Regions from separate parts of the Mus musculus genome. Here region 2 is linked to region 1. Evidence: chromatin contacts called from public Hi-C data. All regions are on one chromosome and are shown on one strand. Each heading gives the region's core, a stretch centred on a gene start, on an enhancer-like site or on the middle of the called end of the contact. The rest is flanking DNA. Distances are from core to core; before and after follow the strand shown.

Region 1 (2,797 bases), core at 239-2,738:
AAATTTAAAAATTTAATCATGTTTCTTTTTAATGACTACATAAAACTACATTTGAATTGGAGACTATGTACTATTTACATACACGTACAGGCTGTGTAATGTTTAGAGCATCAGTTATTTTAACAAAATAATTCCCATGTGATTTCAAGGGTGGTTAAGACTGGGAACTACTGGTCCAAAGGAGAGAGGAGGGAGAGGGAGGCAGAGAGACACAACGTGGGAGAGAGGGAGAGGAGGGGAAGGAAGGGAGAGAAACAGGAGGGAGGTGGAGGGGAGAGGAGGGAGGAGAGGAGATGAAGAAGGGAAGGGAGAGAGGAAAGGAGAAAAGAGGGAAGAAGAAGGAGGAGGAGGAAGAAGAGGAGAAGGAGGAGGAGGAAGAGGAGGAGGAGGAGGAGGAGGAAGAGGAGGAGGAGGAGGAGGAGGAGGAGGAGGAGTCAGACCTAAAGTCAATTCAAACTGGAGAGAGGATGAAAGTGTAGTTCCAAGACAAGGGGGGGGGGGCACCCTCAGTCACTGCTCTTCTGGAGATGCTTTTCCACGTCTGGCTGGTTACCACGTGCAAGTGCAGTTAGCTAGTGTTGCAGTTAGAAGCCTGTGACCTCGCAAAGGGTCTTGTTGGATATGCTGGCCATTTAGGGTCTCTCCTTTCCCAGCATTTCTACAGGGCCTGGAAGGAGCCAGCACTTCAGAAAAGGGCCCGAACCAAACCCCAGGGGTGCCCCCTGCTGGAGAAGACAGAGAAATGAGCTTTCTGAGATAGTCACGCCTCGTGGAGTCCTGCCTGGAGATGGACCTAGGGCGGCAGTGCAGAGAGGGACGACGGGATGAGTTAGAACCCTTCATTTATCAAGCGAAGATGCTGGAGTCAAATCAGGGAAGTTACATATGTAAGGTCAGTGGGTCTGTGGGAAGCTGATCTCAGAAGGCGGGAACTATTTTTAAAAGCCTGTAAGAAATACTCTCACTCACTCCCTGTAAGAAATGGAAGCAAAGAAAAAGAAAGGACAGATTCTAAGAACTCATGCCTTTTACAGACCTAAATCCAAAATGAGCATTACATATTCTGTGAAATGAGTGGATTTTCCACACAGTCCGGGTGGGTGGACATGTGGATTCATCATCAATCTAAAAATGGGATTTCCATAGATAGAAAACCACATCTGCCTCATGATAGTAATCCATTGTGTGTATACTTGTGTGTGTGTGCACACATGCACATACACATCCCGCCACACATGCTCATATACATGAAATCCATCTCAAGTGGCTGAACCTATATTGAAGAGCATAAATTAGTATACGCATGTAGTAAGTATCTCCTACTTTGAATAGGAATACATCCATAATTGATTACTATAATGCAAGAAGGGAGGTGCTTTCGTTTTTATTTCTTTCATGTGGTGCTCGCAATACCCAATGGCCCCACTGTGGGTCCCCAAACACAGAGAAAACAGCAGTTAAAGAAAACCATATGTCTCATGTGCCTAAAATAAACGGGAACTTCATCGTGCCACATTTCTAAGAAGACACAAATCTAACTTGGTACAGCACAGATCACAGCAGAGGGAACATAAAATCCACACTCTCTGGGTCTAAAGTATCAGCGTTACACAGGCAATGCTATCTTACCCCCTCTCCATCTTAGGACATTTACAAATACAACGATGACTCCATTTAGTCTCTCAAACTGTTAAGAAGAGAATCTTGTTGTTAATAAAAACAGCAATAAAAATACTAATAACTTACTTCCATGCATCATCTGCAGAAAGCTTCAGAGCTGGAGAACATAAAAGGACACATTAAAATCGCTTTATTTTCTCAACATGTATTTTAAAACATTACATGAGAAATACAAACTAGAAAATAATAATAAAAAAAGAAGAGTCACGGTCCCACCCCTGGAATCATTTAGGATGAAAGTAATTATAAAATAACTTGCTTACAGAATAAAAACAAAACAAACAAACAGAAAATATAGTAAGACACCAGCAATCGAGTCACTATTAATAAATATTGGATTGTTTTCCTAGGTCAGAAGACCAGATGTGTCTCCATTCTGTACTTTTGTTTTGGCAAATCAGTCAAGATTGTAGAGTGGCCTCCCGTGGGCAATGCCCCTTTAGCTTCAGGGACATTGCTTGTAAATCCAGTATGCCTAAGAACCATCTGGTTGATAATGTCTGGGCAGATGCCAGTGATCAGACACCAGCTCCAAGTTCAAGGCTTTAGAGCCAGAGCTGACTAGAAGTTGTATTTGTTTGGAGTATTGTTCTGGCTTCCAGGTAAGGAGGCATAACTGAGCAGAGCACATATCCATGCAGTTGAACTGCTGAGCAAGACATTCTCAGCACAGGATCCACCAAAGACTGCCTTCAATTAACTAAAACCTTATAACCGATCAATAGAAAAACATAACCTTATGAGCTCTTTTCCTAGGCTAAGCAGTGTTAAAAGATACCGTTCAAAAGCTAAAATCCCCAGCGACGGCAAAGAGAAGGCCGACAGAACATTAGTTATACAGACACAGTACCAGCCAGGTTACACTTTCTTCAAAAGGTGTAAGCAATTCTGACATGGCTCAGTCGAGGATTTCCAACTCAAACAGACTCTGTCTGAATGTGCAATTCTGTGAGAGGCATGAGGAATCCGCTGAGAAGAAAAAGCAAGGCTCTGGGTGACTCTTAAGTTTCTCAGATAGGCTTGTGCAATGTCTTCCTGGATGATTCCAGGAAACAGGAAGTGGTTAGTGCAGCACTTGACACTGGCATCTATCCCAGGGCTTCCATAGGTGGGACCT
Region 2 (2,829 bases), core at 285-2,784, 88 kb before region 1:
TTCCCCACGAGTCTATGGGAGCCATTTTCATTCAAACCACCACACATGGCTTTTGGGCTTCATCATGGAAGTGGGAAAAGTAACTCCCAGGCTAAGGTCATCTAGACTTAGTAGGTGTGGGGGGTGGGGCAGGGATAGATTTGCCTCCAAGTTACATTATATGGCTGCTGTTAGCAGTATTTGGCTTCTGGCTAGATACTGGCTGCAGGTTGCCTTCAGTGTATGCAACAGGTATTTCTTTATTGGGGCAGCTGACTGATGTCAGCACAAGCAACAGAAGAGGGAAGGGGGAGAGAGGAGGAGAGTGAGGAGAAGAAACAAAGGAGGGAAGACATGGCCTTTCCTAGAAGTGACCCAGTCACCTCAGTGGGAGAGGTTGTTCTAAGTCCTGCTGGGACTAGATGTCCCAGGGTAGGGTACTCCTAGATAACCCAAGGGGGACAGGGAGTGTGTGGTTGGGGAGGGGTTTGTAAGGGTGGGAGGGGGACTGCAATCAGGATGTGAAGTGAATAAGTAAGATATATATTATATAATATATGATATATGACATATATAATATATAAACACACACATATATTTTTCAATTTTTTATTAGATACTTTCTTCATTTACATTTCAAATGCTATCCTGAAAGTCCTCTATACCCTCCCCCTGCCCTGCTCCCCTACCCACCCACCCACTCCCACTTCTTGACCCTGGCATTCTCCTGTACTGGGGCAATATATATATTTAAAGCAACCCAGTCTTAGAAGGGACATGATATTGCTTTGCTGCTCATCTTCATGTGGATGGGATTGCATAGTACTAGAGGAGTATTAAGCTCTAGGTGTTCTGGCACAGTACTAGGGTGAGGGTGGGGAACTACACTTCACAATAACCTACTAACTCTTGTACGGTAATTGGAAGGGATGAGCTGAAAGACTCCAAGCACAGAGATGAGATGGAAATGGTACAGATTGGATCAGTACACACAGCATTTATGCATGGACACACCATGCTGTGCCCTATAAAAACATAGAATTATTAAACAGCAATCAGATGATTTTTAAAATGCTAAAAGAGACAGAAACTACGCTGATTTGATCATTACGCACTATATAGATGCATCCAGTTGCTGTACTGTGCTCCATATGTTTGTACAATTAAGATAATAATTCTAGTCTATTTATTTATTTATAGACAAAGAACATCTGGAAGCATGGAGAGGAGACTTTTCTGGCGTGTAACGGGTAAGCAGAGAAGAACGGTGAGGAAGGCCCTACCTGAGAGAGTCTCTTTGACAGCAAGCAACAGAAGTGCAAAACGAGAAAGCAAGGAAAATAGGGAGACCTTGATGGCATAAAGGGGAGTGAGGAAGAGGGGGCCTGGTGAGGGGGTAGGTGCTGTCAGGCATGTGTGCTGCACACTGGGTTTTGAAATCTTGAGCAACTTCCCTGAAATCACACAGCACGTCAGAGACACCACAGATGAGGATTTAAACCTCAGTTTAGCTAATGCTCAACCCACATTTAGGCCACACCCGTGTCTGGAAAGCTGACTGTAGAATCTATTAGAAAGGATGAAGCAACACTGCCCTGTAACCAGCTACACATGTCTCAGCCTATCAGACTCTCAGGCTAATACCAGGACAGTACTGAGGACATGGGGACAGTCCTGCAGTGACAATGTGACCATGAGTTCTTTGCTATGATGTAAACCCAGCTTAGCTAGTGGCCTTACATGAGCCTGTCAGGGACTTGCTGTGTCTTCTGTTGCCCGGAGAATAAACTATGGCCAGCCCTACCCTGTTAAAACACTTCTGGTCAGATGCTCCTCTTTCTGCAATTGTTGTTCTCCTCATATCGGTCCTGTGAGAAATGCAGAGTCTGGGAAAGTCTTTCGGATCCTCAGTCAGCACAGGCTCGGGGCTGCAGGTTCAGCATCCTCACACACTTGGTCATCTGCTTCAGGCTGGGTTGACACAAGCTCCTTGAATTCTTTCCTGACTTATAGCTTTGTGTTATCCACCATCCAGCAAGATGGCTTAGCAGGTAAAAGCAGGCAAGATGGCTCAGTGAGAGACAGAGCTTACAGCATAAATCTGATGGCCTGTGTTTGATCCCCAGAGCCCCCCATGGAAGGAGAGGACATCTGAAAATGGTTACCTAACTTCTACTTATGTGTGTGCATATTCACATACACATACATACTTCATACCATACATACATGCACAATGCACATACAATGATAATAATAATAATGATAATGATACATTAGAGCAGTCCATGGCTGAATAGTATGTATTGACACATAATTGAGTTCAAAGGCCACATCAGCTAGTATCAGCTGAGCTACTGAAAGAAAGATGAAATTTCAAGACCTGTAAGTCATATAAAGTACTCAGAAATTGCTGGTTGTTTGTGAGCTTAGAGGCTGCCTGGGGCTGAGAAAAAAGAAAAAAAAAACAAAAACCAAAAAACCTGGGTATGCCCTGTAGTTAAAACATTCCTGGAACATCTTGACCATAAGATAAAGGGGAATGTGAAGACATAGCAGGGCTATCTAAACTGAGTCAACAACTCACAGAACTCTGACACCCTGCACATACATGTAATTTTTCTGCTGATGTTTGAATAAGCCAATAGTGTGTTGCTAGGCTGAATTCCACACCCCTAAGCCCCTTACCCCATAAAAACCCCTAGCTTTTGAGCCTCGTGGCTGACATCCATTATCTCCTGTGTGGGATGCATGTCGGTCCGGAGCTCCATAATTAAATGACCTCATGTAATTACATCAAGATGGTCCTTCGTGATTTTTTGGGTGCACGCCGAATCGGGAATTGAGTGGGGG

What was found. Hi-C and Micro-C count contacts between places; a contact is called where the count stands out from the background.
Region 2: a contact with region 1 is called in a Hi-C map of bone marrow-derived macrophages, with 2.9 times the contacts expected there. The contact joins two enhancer-like sites. A contact is called at or near these places in 4 of 39 promoter capture datasets (the C10 cell line, embryonic stem cells, hippocampal neurons and 1 more), 7 of 15 datasets of contacts at CTCF or cohesin (the NIH/3T3 cell line, embryonic stem cells, large pre-B cells and 2 more), 159 of 484 Hi-C or Micro-C datasets (3T3-L1-derived adipocytes, 8-cell embryo, B cells and 74 more) and 19 of 115 datasets of contacts at active chromatin or transcription factors (the 230-238 cell line, DN3 thymocytes, astrocytes and 8 more).

Annotation. Positions count from the first base shown.
Region 1 is chr3:83,795,947-83,798,743 of GRCm38.p6, reverse strand. It overlaps the pseudogene Gm7115. Among named protein-coding and RNA genes, the nearest start is that of Sfrp2, 31 kb to the right of the region's middle. Within about 2 kb of position 1,488, at least 29 of the 459 cell types and tissues checked have an H3K27ac peak or open chromatin away from gene starts, as enhancers often do. A contact at or near this core is called in bone marrow-derived macrophages, where this site is marked.
Region 2 is chr3:83,884,041-83,886,869 of GRCm38.p6, reverse strand. No RefSeq gene overlaps it. Among named protein-coding and RNA genes, the nearest start is that of Tlr2, 44 kb to the right of the region's middle. Within about 2 kb of position 1,534, at least 49 of the 459 cell types and tissues checked have an H3K27ac peak or open chromatin away from gene starts, as enhancers often do. A contact at or near this core is called in bone marrow-derived macrophages, where this site is marked.